Regions from separate parts of the Mus musculus genome. Here region 2 is linked to region 1. A link is a contact called in public promoter capture Hi-C data. All regions are on one chromosome and are shown on one strand. The core of a region is the stretch at or near the end of the contact, and the rest is flanking DNA. Distances in the headings are between cores, read along the strand shown. Region 1 holds the start of Rbp2 (retinol binding protein 2, cellular). Region 2 has its middle 23 kb from the start of 4930579K19Rik.

Region 1 (6,102 bases), core at 317-2,816:
ATCATTTATGTGCCTGGGTTGTCTAGCACATGTATGAAACCATGATGCCTCCAAATAGCCCATGTGATACGAATTTCCGTTGTTCAGAATCACAGCTGTACCCAGCACCATTAGAGAAACAGCAATTTGTATTGTAGTGTCATTATCCCTATTTGGCAGGTGGAAAAATTAAGGCCCTGAAATGCTAAGAACTGGATCCCACCTCACAGAGGAAGTCTTGGGCATGGCACAGGCTGTACTCACTCTGTGTTTACTTACCTTATCAATGTGATAATGTTCAAAATTATGGTTCTGAACTATGCTCTAATTGACTACATATGTGGGTTCTGAAATCCATTTCCATTAGCCACTCATGTTGCTAGACAGGAGTGTGGCAGGAATAGTTCCTTTTTGCCTAGGTTCTGTTACACCCCCTTCCAAATTGATTTGGTATCTTAACCCTAGTAGGTGGGGCTCTAATGAGAGGATTTTTGTCTGTCTTTCTTTAGTTGCAGAAAAAGACCCTACAAGTCCATTCTTATAGATGCTTCTCACCACCATATTCAAATTATCTGTGGCCATATGCAGTCATTTCTCTCATGCTTGTATGGCTCCCCAACATTCAGGGATGTCACTCTGGATGTGGGGAATTTCAATGTAGAAAAGGTGACCAGTGTGCTGTTGCAGTAAAGAAGTTCAGTAGCTAAGCTCCTTGTCCAGTGCCTGGTTGCTGCCATTCTTTGGAGGTCCCCTGTGGCGACTCACTCCATCTTCTTCCAAGTACAGCCCAAATCACATGTTTCTGCCAACACCAGGTGAGACCTACAGACCTGCCCCGTCATTGACTCGGGACATAAACAAATTAGCAACCCTTGGCCTGGAGCCCAGTGCAGAACTTGAATAAGCAGTGGGTGATTTGAGTCCTGTGACAAAAGCCCCCCTCAGAACTCTGAGAGCTTGAATGTCTCTAGGTAGCGAATTGGATGGCTGGTCCTTCGGTGCTTTCTATGTGAAGGCTGAGGAAAACTCAAGCAGGAGTTATTCATTGGTGGCGATGTCTAACTCAATGGGTTACCTGTGAGATGGTGATGACAAGGCAGGAGAGTGATTCTGTTGTCCTCTCAGGGCAGACTATATCTGTCGTGGTGTGTGTATGCATGTACTGTGTGGGAACACATGTACACATGTATATGCATTCTCCGTTCAGTGTTTTCTGTCAGCCACGCACCGTGCAAAGAACATTCTAACCTCATCACACTTATCATTTCTAGGTAGAAAAACAGCCTCAGAGAGTTCCCGGGACTTAACTGACTCTGCCCTGCTACAACTCTGGAGAGAGGGTTTGCACACAGCTCTGGTGAATCCCAAACTAGCACCTCCTCAAGGACCAGTCTACTGTCTTCTTAATGTCCCTTGTCTCCCCATCCCCTTCATCTCTTACCTAGGGCCTTCATGTAGCCTTCAAAGTTCTCATTACTCTCCATTTCCCAGGTTCCATTTTGGTCCTTCGTCATGATGGTGGCCTCTGGTTTGATGTGGACGTTCGGTGACTGTGAAGGAACAGGCTGCAGGGAGACTATGCTAAATGTTACTGCTTTTATAGCTTAGTGGACCAGGTATATAAAGATAATAGAGTCAAAGGTCATAAGCCCAGCTCAAAGGAACTGCCCTTGCCTTTGCAAAGTTCAACAGGTCTGTGGGCAGTCCAGGCACAAAGTCCTGCCGTTGCCAGGTCTGCGTGTCCCTGTGATCTCCATGACACACTGCCTTGGAGCAGCTCATTTTAGGCTGACTGGCCTCCCACAGAGATCCTGGCCTCACACAGAACATTCCATACAGTTCCTAAGGAAAACAAACACTCAGTATTTGTCCCACACGTTCTGCAGGACACCGGAGCCAGGCTTGCCTATCACATAACCAGCATTGATTTGGCCAGTGAAGCTGATGGTGGGTTTTTACATCTGAGGAACTGTTCTTGTGCCAGGCCACACTTGAACTTCATTTTGTCTCAGTTCACAAAAGCTCTGTGGGTTGTATTTAACAGCCCTCCCCACCTCCTGACTCTCTCTCTCTCTCTCTCTCTCTCTCTCTCTCTCTCTCTCTCTCTCTCTCCAGGTCTACAAGGCTCAGGGAAGTTAAATGATAAGCCCAAGGGTGACTTGTAAAAACAGAACCTGGAAAATGAACTGTGACCTGTGACAGCAGAATGGGACAGAAAGGACCTTTGGGGATTCATCACTTGCCTTCCACATTCAGATTTAAGCACTTTAAAACAGTCCCCCCAAACCCCACAGGTCTTGCATGCAAGAATATAAGGCAAGCTGGCCTGGTGGGGTGGGGCTGAAGATAAGAAGGGCTATTAATTGTGGTGAGCAGGAAGCCTGGGTGTAAATGGGCATAGAGAGAAAGAGCTGTTGGTGCTGATATAAGACAAGAAGGGGAAACAGACAGGAAACCTAGTCTCTTGAGGGGCCCATTGCTTCAGTGAAGTTGCACACGAGTCAAAATAACAGTGAAACAAAGAAAGCCCGTGTCTTTAGCTTGGACACTGCGTGGGTCGAAAGAAGTCCTCCACTTTGGCCTGGGTCTAGACTTTGAATTTAGATTTCTGGGCTAACCTAAGGGATTCAGCAAGTGTAAAATTACCTGGAAGCACACATTCAAGCCAGGCCAGACAGAGTTCTCTGTGGTAAAGACATAGCAACAATAGGTTCAGGACCAGAAAACACGGTGAAGCTGATTGCCAAGAACAAGCAGCCCCAGAAGCAGACAGGTTTCCAGGAGTTCCAGAGAGCAATCAGGAGACAGATTTAAAATCAATAAGGAAATTCAAAAATCACCCCCAAACTTTAAAAGGCACAAAGTGATATTTTTTAAAAACGAGAATTACTGCCAGGTGTAGTGGTCCATGCCTTTAATCCCAGCATGCAGAAGGTGACAGGTGGATATCTATGAGTTCCAGGCCAACCTGGTCTACTAGCAAGTTCCAGGTTAGCCAGAGTTACACAGTGAGATTCTGCCTCAAAAAATGTTGTTAGTAATTTAAAAATTAAAACTATGGTTGCTAGGGACTGTGCATAGCTACACTCAGGCACACATGTAATATAAAATACAGAAAATATTTAAAATATATAGTTGCTAAAGTTAAAAAGGCAAGAGGTTGTCTAAATAGTTTATTAAATACAGCTAAAGAAAGTATCTGTAAAGTAGAAGGGCTGAGAACTTTACTCAGAGGCTACATACACTGCTTAGTTTTTGTCAATTTGACCCAATCCTGGATAGGAACCTCAGTTGAGAAATTGCCTCTAACAGATTATCCTGTGGGCAAGTATGTAGGGCATTTTCTATATAAATTATTGATTATGGGAAGGCCCAGTCCTCTGTGGATGTGCCACTCATGACCAGGTGGTCCTGGGTTGTATAAGGAAGCAGTCTGACAAAGCCATGGAGAGCAAGCCAGTAAGCAGTGTTCCACATGTTCTCTGCTTCAGTTCCTACCTCTAGATTCCTGCCTTGAGTTTTGCCCTGGCTTTTCTCATTGATGAGCTGTAATAGGGACGTGTAAGCCAAATACACCTCAAGTTGCTTTTGGTCAGACTCTTTTATCATAGCAAGAGAAAGCAAGACAACAGTACTAACACAGAAGATATCATGGTGAAAACTCAGAGGGGAAAAAACCTAAGTAGGTAAAAACAACAAATCATCTATAAAAGAACAATGCGGCAGTGGGGTTGGCTTTAGGCTTTTCAACAGCCTTGGTAGAGTCTAACAACGGAGCTCTACCCTCCTACAAGTGAAGGAAAATACTTTTAAACAAGAATTCTAAACTCAGGTTGTGTATTACTCAAATATAAACACACACACACACACACACACACACACACACACACACACACACACACATCAGCCCATCAGCCTCAGCACAAAGCCCAAGCCAAACCATGAAGCCAGTATGTTTATGTTGGGTGGTGAGGCCAGCACTAGGAAGGCTCCTGTACTACCTGGGTTAGGGTCCCATCTGTCAGCCTGAAAACCTCAGTGGCAGAATGCTTGAGCAGAAGGAAAAGCAACTGTTGGAATCATGCCCATCACCAAACTCTATCCCACTCTAGAAAAATCACTGAAAGCTTGTCAGGAACTTCCTTGTTGAAGTGAATAATAATTATCTGATTACTTCTGGTCAGTGCTGACTCCTTTCAGCCCAACTTGGCCAAGTTAAGTTGAGGTTTCAATAAAGAAACCCTGCCCACCTTGTCTGTAGTATGTGGCTTGGCCTTATCTCCTCTATATAAGATCCCTTTGTCTTGTATCAAAATCCGGTATGTTTGTCTAATCAGCTGTTCAGACTATTACCTTTATAATGTTGGCAACTAAGATGCTCTGTGATACAGCACACTAACCCAACACTGTCTACAAAACACACGATTAGCATCTATAGACAACTGATGGATGCTAGGATGGCACACAAGGCTTGGCATCTTTGTCTTCACGGTGCAGCATTCCCCCTTCTCAGCCTTGGCTCTAGAGCTCATTCAGCCAATCTCCCTTTGGAACGGCTTTGTGAGAGGTGAGTGGTGTGCAGTGGTCATGATTAGGAGGCTGCAGTGTGTTCCCAGGTGTCTAAAGAGTCTCTTGAGAATTGACGAGGCCTCTCTGGAGCCAGGGTTCTTGAACTCTGGCCTGCCTCCAAGTCATTGTGGAGGGCACAGTGGAATGCAGGATGCTAAGCTCCTCCCTTAACGAGTCCAGGGTGAGACTCCGGAACTCGTATTTTTACAAAGTCCCTGAAGGGTCTCTGCCACTGCCCCAGGATCACAAGGGAAACCTATTGTATAACAGAAATTGAAGAAAGCATCAATTTCTGAACTTGACCCCTGGATACTTACCTACCTTGAATTTTGCATGTATTCGCTAGTCATTATAAGAAGACAGGCAGACAGACACACAGAGAGACAGAGACAAAGGCAATGAGACAGACAGAGTGAGAACATAGTCGTGTGTGTGTGTGTGTGTGTGTGTGTGTGTGTGTGTGTGTGCACATGTATGTAGAGGTTAGAAGAAGATCTTGGACATCATCCCTCCTCAGGGATCACCTCTTCTTCTTCCTTTTAGGTTTTTTAATTAGAATTTAATTTTATGTGTCTGGGTATTTTGTCTGAATGCATGTCTGGGCATGAGTTGTATGCAAGATGTCTGTGGAGTTGAGAAAGGGTGTCATACCCTCTGTAACTGGAGTTACAGATGGTTGTGAGCCACCACCATCAAAGCTGGGTCTTCTGCAAGAGCAGCCAAAGCTCTTAACCCATAAGCCATATTTCTAGCCCTACCCATCTTGGTATTTGAGTCTGAGCGTCTCTCTGGCCCAGGGCCCACAGGATCTCTACCTCTGTCCCCCACCCCCTAGCACAGGGATGACAAATGTGGCTTCCTGAATCCAACTCAGATCCTCATATGTGTGTAGCAGACAGCTTCATCTACTGAGTCATCTCCCAAGTCCTGTAGTTTTAAGAATTTAGAGAAAAGACCCTAAGGCTCCTAAGAAGGGTTCCTGCAACTATCCAGGATAGTAGCAGTGAGGTGTGGATATAGCCCAAGCTGCTGGCAAAGGCCCGATTCATCATCAACCTTCCAAGAAGACCAGTGCTTCCACATGTTCCTGTCTCTTACCTGTGTATAGAGGACAGAGGTGAACTGGGAGGAAAAGTAAGGAACAGTGGGGGAGAACAGCAGTGGCCACTTAAGCATCAGCCATTCACACATTCAAGGAAGATCACATACCTTAGAAGTAGTAGCAGTGCCCTAATTTACAAAGTCTAAACCTAACCCACCCTCCCTCCAACTCTGACCATACCCGTGCGCATCCCATTTTGTACCTACTTGTCTTGGTGGAATCCCGCAGGTGACTCCTGAGCCTAGGAAAAATTACCAGCCATTACTATCTGGCAAGGAGCTTTCTGGAGAACAAAACCAAATGTGGCTTTCACTGAAAGGTTGAATCTGAGATCTGTCAGTCAGCTGAGAGTGAGCTCAACAAAAAGCCAAGGCCTGCATGAAGCCTTCTCGAGGGAGGCTCCCTTTACCAGAGCAGCTTTGCCCAGACCTGCCCAGCTCCTCCCACATCTA
Region 2 (6,469 bases), core at 3,675-6,174, 48 kb before region 1:
TTAATAGCCTGTCAAGGACGGTGTTATTAAGATAGAGGCATGAGCCTCAACAAGACCTGAGCGAGGTCAACACCGAGAGACCTGCTAAAGAAGCAGGGGAATGTCATGGAGCCTCAATCCTAGAAGAAGAACTACACTCAACTAAGGAATGCCAGAGGGACAACTTGTTATCCATATCAATATATCCAAAATCAAATGGTCAGCTCTGAAATCATACAACCATACACATACAAGTAACATATAAGCACAAACAGCGCAGGTTGTGTTTATATACTTAGTCACACACACATACACACACACACACACACACACACACACACACACACACACACATAACAACAAAGAAATAGAGGCCATAAATTTGAAAGAGAGTGTGAGAGTGCATGGGGAAGGAAGAGGGGCAGAAAGGGAAGGGGGAAATGATGTCATTATATTTTAATTTCAAAATAAAAATATTTTAAAAGCATAAGCTTTAGGTTATATTTGCATATCCCCGAAAGAACTAGTAGCTAGAATGTATTCAGGATGCTTCAAATTCAGCAGTGATGCAAACAATCTGGTTATAAAACGGGCAAAAGACATAAAGAGATAAACCATCAAAGAGAATATGCAGAAATGCAAATAAGCCTAGGAAAAGATGTTCAACATTATTAGCGATTGGGGAAAAGTCGCATGCTGATCAGCACAGCTAATGCGCTGGCCAGAATCTGGAGACACAATTATTCATGTGCTGCTGGTAATGATGCAAATTGTGGAAATCAGTTTAACATTTTCTTTTAAAAAAGAAAACAACAACAAAAAAAACCAAACCCTGAGCGTGAAGCTATTCTAAAACTAAGCAGTCCTGCTTCTGGGTCTTTCTCCTAGAAAAATGGAACTATGCGTGAAATCCCATAATTTGTGATTATGACATCTTTGTCCCTAAGAGTGGTAAAAGCCTGGAAATAGCCCAGCTGTCATTCCACAGGTGAGCAGTTCCACAGAGGCATCCACACCACAGAACACGACTCAGCAATTAGAATCTATGACCTATGGATGCCAATGACAACCTGAAACCCCCAGACAGCCGTGCTCAGTGAAAACCATCCTGGAGCGTCACACACTGCCGGGCTTCTTACTTGATATGGCTGAAGTGACAAATTTATATGAACTGTGACCCAGCTAGTTGCCAGGTGTTGAAGAAAGGACAGTTAGATAGAGAAGCTACTGTAAGGGTCCCTGGAAACTGTCTTTAGACTTAGCAGAAAAAACAAAACAATACAGTCTCCAAATATCCTTCAGCTTTAACATCTTGAACCAGCACAGCAATTTAAGAACTAGGAAATGAACATTGCATGATACTATCATGTCCGTTGCTCTGTTCAAACTCCACCAGTGTTTCCACTAAAGTTACAGGTTGATTGGTTGGTTGGTTTTTCTTGCTGTGTGGGGGATTGAACCTAGAACCTCACACAAGCTAGGCAAACACTCTACCATGAGTTATGTCCCTAGTCTTAGCCTTACTTCCTATTGTGAAACAGGATCCCACTGTAACTCGTAACCCTCCTGCCTCAGCCTCCAAAGTAGCTGTGACCAGAGGTCTGCACATCCAGGATCAGGAGATAAACTTTCTCTAAGTTGTGGGATCCTTCAATGTGTTTAGTTAGCACCCCCACCCCCCGCCCTCAGACAGTGTGCTTCATGAATGGCCTTGCCACTTCCACAGAGTGAATATGTGTCACTGAATACTGAAGGCCCCTCATCACAGTCCTAGGTAGTCCAGGTAGTCTTAGGACTGGTCAGAGCTTCTGCATCGATTCCAGCTCCTGAAACTTTTCCTGATCTCCAGGAATAGGAAGGCAGAAAGTCCGAGCTGTTGGTACAGTGAGAGCCACGGAGCCATGCCTAAGCCCTGGACCATTCATTCTTGTCAGTACGGTACAGCTGGACAGAGAGAGCAGGATCCACATGCTTGATATTCAAAAGTTGCTCTGCTAAATTAACTATGTTTTGCAGTTATCTGTATCTTTTTGACATCATGTTTTAAAATTTATGTTTATTTTATGTGTATCGGTGTTTTGCCTGTATGTCGGCGTGAAGGTGTTAGGTCCTGGACTTAGAGACAGTTGTGAGCTATTATGTGTTAGATCCTGGAGTTACAGACAGCTAGCTGTAAACTGCCATGTGGGTGCTAGGAATTGAACCTGAGTCCTTGAGAGTCCTTTACACAAGCAGTCAATGCTCTTCACTCCTGAGCCATCTCACCAGCCCCAGTTATCTGTATTTATTTTAAAGATCTAAAAAGTGAAGTCTTTATGTATTCTTAGGGTTTATGTAGTCTTAGGGTTTCTGTGATGAAACACCATGACCAAAAAGTAAGTTGGGGAGGAAAGAGTTTATTAGGCTTATACTTCCAGATTATAGTCCATCATTAGAGGAAGTCAGGACAGGAACTCAAACAGGGCAAGAACCTGGAGCCAGGAGTTGATGCAGAGCCCATGGAAGGCTGCTGTTTACTGGCTTGCTTCCCTGGCTTGCTCAGCCTGCTTTCTTATAGAAACCAGGACCACCAGCCCAGGGATAGCTCTACTCACAATGGTCTGTCATCACTAATTGAGAAAATACCTTACTCCATGGAGGCAGTTCCTCAACTGAGGCTCCTTCCTCTCTGATGATTCTAATTTGTGTCAACTTGACACACAAAACCAGCCAGTAAGTACACTGTATAACATCATTAAGAAACCAGTGGGACTTTTTTGTTTGTATGTTTGTTTGCTTTGTTTCTTGGGGGGGGGGGTGAGGCAGGGTTTCTCTGTGTAGCCCTGGACGTCCTGGAACTCACACTGTAGCCCAGGCTGGACTCGAACTCAGAAATCCGCCTGCCTTTGCCTCCCAAGTGCTGGGATTAAAGGTGTGTGCCACCACTGCCCGGCTTGCTTTGTTTTTTTGAGACACAGTCTTATTATGCAGCCCTGAATGGCTTGGGACTCACTAAGTAGACCAGGCTTGCCTTGAACTTGCAGTAAACCTCCTGCCTCTGCCTTCTGAGGACTGAGTTTACCAGCATGCATTACCAGCATGCCCAGTTTTAAAGAAAAGCTTTCACAATCTTGGACTAGGCATCATAGTGTGTGTGTTTGTTCCCCAACAGTGCCAAGCACAGTACCAGAGTCTAGTAGGTGGGTGATGTCCATCAGTTGATTTGACACTGTTAGCCTAGCCAAGTTCACTCTGAATGTAACATAAGGCAGTGTAATAGGAAGGCTAGCAAGATGGGTTCCGGGGCCAGCAGACCTGATTTTGACAAGCTACGTGACCTCAGGCAAGCCTCAGTTTTCTTTATCTGAAATATGGAATGAATAAACACTAAGCTCTCATAGGACTGACAAGGTTAGGTGGGATTTTTCCCCCTTAGTCGGGGTTCTTATAGAACAATGGTTCTCAACTTTTCTGATGCTGGGACCCTTTAATACAGTTCCTCACGCTGTGGTGATGCCCCCAACCATAAAATTATTGTGCTGCTACTTCATAACTGTAATTTTGCTACTCTTATGAGTCATAATGTAAATATCTAATATGCAAGATATCTGATATGCAACCCCTGTGGGTGTTGGGACTCACAGGTTGAGAGCTACTGCTCTAGAAGAACAGTCAATGACGTGAATATGTCTATGCGTGCTCACACACCTACGTGCACATAAATTAAAATAGCAACAACAGAATTGCACCTGAGAGGCTGAGAACCTGGTAGAGGCTAGGTCCTTTAGACTGGGTGCCTCAGAAGTCAGGTAGCCTCACAGCAATGGTTTGCTATTGGAGAGGGTAGTTGCTCATTCTTTGAGAGCCACTGGTCCTTAGTCCAGGATGGAAGCCCAGAAATACTGGTTCCGATATCAGCTGAAGAATCAATGACAGCAACGGGGCAAAATCATCAAGAGGGAAGGCCAAGAGAGCAAAAGTCCAGATAGCATCCTCCCTGCCACGCCCTTCTTATTTGGGTTTTTATTGGTTGGGTCCACAATCTGGGTGGGTCTTCCAATGTCAATTAAGGCAACCAAGCCAGCTCTTCCAAGTGAGGTTTCTTACTCAGGTGATTCTAATCTGTGGCAAGTTGTCATTAAAATCAATAGAAACCGGATTGTGTAAATATTTATGCGTGTATATCAGGATGTGTGCATGTGTCTTCAAAATGTTGGCTAGCATGGCTACAACAAATACCATATCTTGGAAATTTCCCCAAACAAAAAATTCAGCGATAGACATGATAATGTCTCAGAGAAGGGTTACCAGATCTCAGCAGCAGCACTCCAGCATACCCATGGAAATTCTCACCCACTCTTGTTCACACACACACACACACACACACACACACACACACACACACACACAAGCAGGTCATACAAGGATGAGCATATGTAGCACACAAAATTTCACGTAAAGCACGACTGTGTCTGTCGGTTTGTGAGTGTATATATAAATATACACATTTGTAAAGGAGTCCTCTTCAAAATCAAGATGCTAGCACCTTCTCTCCTTGCATAGACACTACCAACCACTAGGCGGCACCTTAATCCTTCTCTTCAGCAACGTCCTTGCTGGTTAACACCGGATAGTCAGCTCTAAAAGTCTTTTAAGTGAATCTTCCTGAACCCACTGCGGGGCGGCGGGGCGGCAGATCATTCCCTCGGCTGATTCCAAAGTATTATGATGTGCTGGGAGATCTGATCATTCTTTCACCCTGTGGAGATTAATTGCCTTGAAATATTCATTGGATTAAATGTATTTAAACACGCACTGTTTAAAGCTCAGTGCTGCAAAATGCCATCCTCAAGATATATATTATGAGCATTAAATAATTAACTTAGTGTGTGAGAGGGAGGCAGAGATGGAGAAAGGGAGAGGGAGGGTAAGGGAGGGAGAGCGAGGTAGAGGGCAAGTAGGAGGGAGAGTCAGCGCATGCTCAGCTAAGGATGAGACCCAGAGCAGATAGTATCAGAGCTCAAGGCTCTCTCCATAAACCAGAAGATTACAACCTTGCCTGCTAATTGAAACTGCAGAAGTCTGTCTTCTCTGGCCATCCTCGTCTGTAACATGAGAAGGAAGGCGTGGCAGAAATCTGATCCTAAGTGACAAGTCTGAGAAAAAAACGGAGTAGTCATTCATGTCTATTGCCTGCTCACCTCCGTGTTGCTTTTCCGAACAGAAGTCCAGACTAACTCAGGCTCTGTGTCTCCCTCCTGTCTTCCTGCGGCCGTGTGTCCTCACAGGAAGAGGCATCAGAGAGCATACATGTGCCTTCACAGACTCTGGCACCGGACTGTCCAGGTCCATGGCCCAGCTGGACCACGTGCCCTGGCTCAGCCTTAGGAGTGTTGCTTAAACTGGACACCTCAGGTTCCTCCATCACCTCTCATGTTTGGGAGGACCTGCCGCACAAACAGGGCCTTCTGGATGCTGTCTGCTGCGTTTCCAGTTCAGCTCAACCACATACATATTGCCTCTCTTAGTTGGTCTAGTGCCTCCTCCTGTTGGCTTCAGAGCCATGCTTTATGGACTTCTAGAAGCTTCTCTGTAGACTGCCCTTTCTCAAATGGAGTTGTGAATTTTCTTTTCCTTAGTACCTTGATTTAACTAAGAAACTAGTCTTTATCATTATATTAAGACACGGATGGCTAATTCTGACCTCCAGGGAGACAGAGGTCTTGTCTGCCTCATCCTAGCCCAAATATAGACAGTGCTCCTCCATAAATATCTGAGGCAAGACTCATTGGACCTTTATGTACCCAAAAGCTTAGTTAGAAGAAATGCATATTGGGAAAGGGGCAAGGGGTGGGATTGGGGGAGCATGGCTAACATGCAATGCTTATTTTTATGAAAATTTAAAAGAACTGAAAATTCTAAAAAGGTGATGTGTCTTGAATGGTATTCAGACATTTTGGCAGACTAGAGCGAGGAGGTGCTGAAGACAGGTGAGGCCTAGCTGTATCCCCTGCCCCCAAGCCTTCAGCTTCAACTTCACTTACATCTAGGGCTGTGGTTTTTTTTAAGTTTTTATTTTTTATTTTTTTTGAACACAGAAAAGTTAATGAATATTAATAAATTGCTAATTAATATTAATCCATGTTAATTGATATTCATAAACCCACAGCTTCCCTGAACGCTAATGTAATACCCATCACAGCCATAGCATGGTGACCAGAATGTCAATGCTACTGTTAATGCTATTAATACTTTTAACTACACGACTGCCCTCATCTGAATTTCAACAGTTCTCCTTAGCATGCTCTTCTGCTACTTCAGCCTCCATGACTCCTCGGCGGCTCCCTCTCTGAGCCAATCTGTCAGTCCTTTCTTGGCTTTGGCACTTTTAAAGACCATCAGTCAATTTCACTGCTGAATAACTGTAAGCTGAAGTTTATTGGATGTTTGTTTACTATTTGATGGAGGTGCTGGGTTGGATGGGAATTCCATAATGGTGTCCCTGAATGGC

What was found. Promoter capture Hi-C pulls out the DNA fragments that hold promoters and counts their contacts.
Region 2: a contact with region 1 is called in a promoter capture Hi-C map of the HPC-7 cell line, with 5 times the contacts expected there. The contact joins the enhancer-like site here to the promoter of Rbp2 in region 1. A contact is called at or near these places in 4 of 39 promoter capture datasets (the HPC-7 cell line, embryonic stem cells, macrophages and 1 more), 5 of 484 Hi-C or Micro-C datasets (the HPC-7 cell line, epidermal suprabasal cells and uterus), 3 of 115 datasets of contacts at active chromatin or transcription factors (embryonic stem cells, large pre-B cells and pancreatic cancer cells) and 4 of 9 other capture datasets (adipose tissue, embryonic stem cells, liver and 1 more).

The regions. Positions count from the first base shown.
Region 1 is chr9:98,486,001-98,492,102 of GRCm38.p6, reverse strand. It overlaps Rbp2 (retinol binding protein 2, cellular), which reads right to left and starts at 1,566. Exons shown (of 4, transcript NM_009034.4): 1 at 1,421-1,566. The coding sequence starts at 1,493.
Region 2 is chr9:98,537,031-98,543,499 of GRCm38.p6, reverse strand. No RefSeq gene overlaps it. Among named protein-coding and RNA genes, the nearest start is that of 4930579K19Rik, 23 kb to the left of the region's middle. Within about 2 kb of position 4,924, at least 36 of the 459 cell types and tissues checked have an H3K27ac peak or open chromatin away from gene starts, as enhancers often do. A contact at or near this core is called in the HPC-7 cell line, pancreatic cancer cells and uterus, where this site is marked.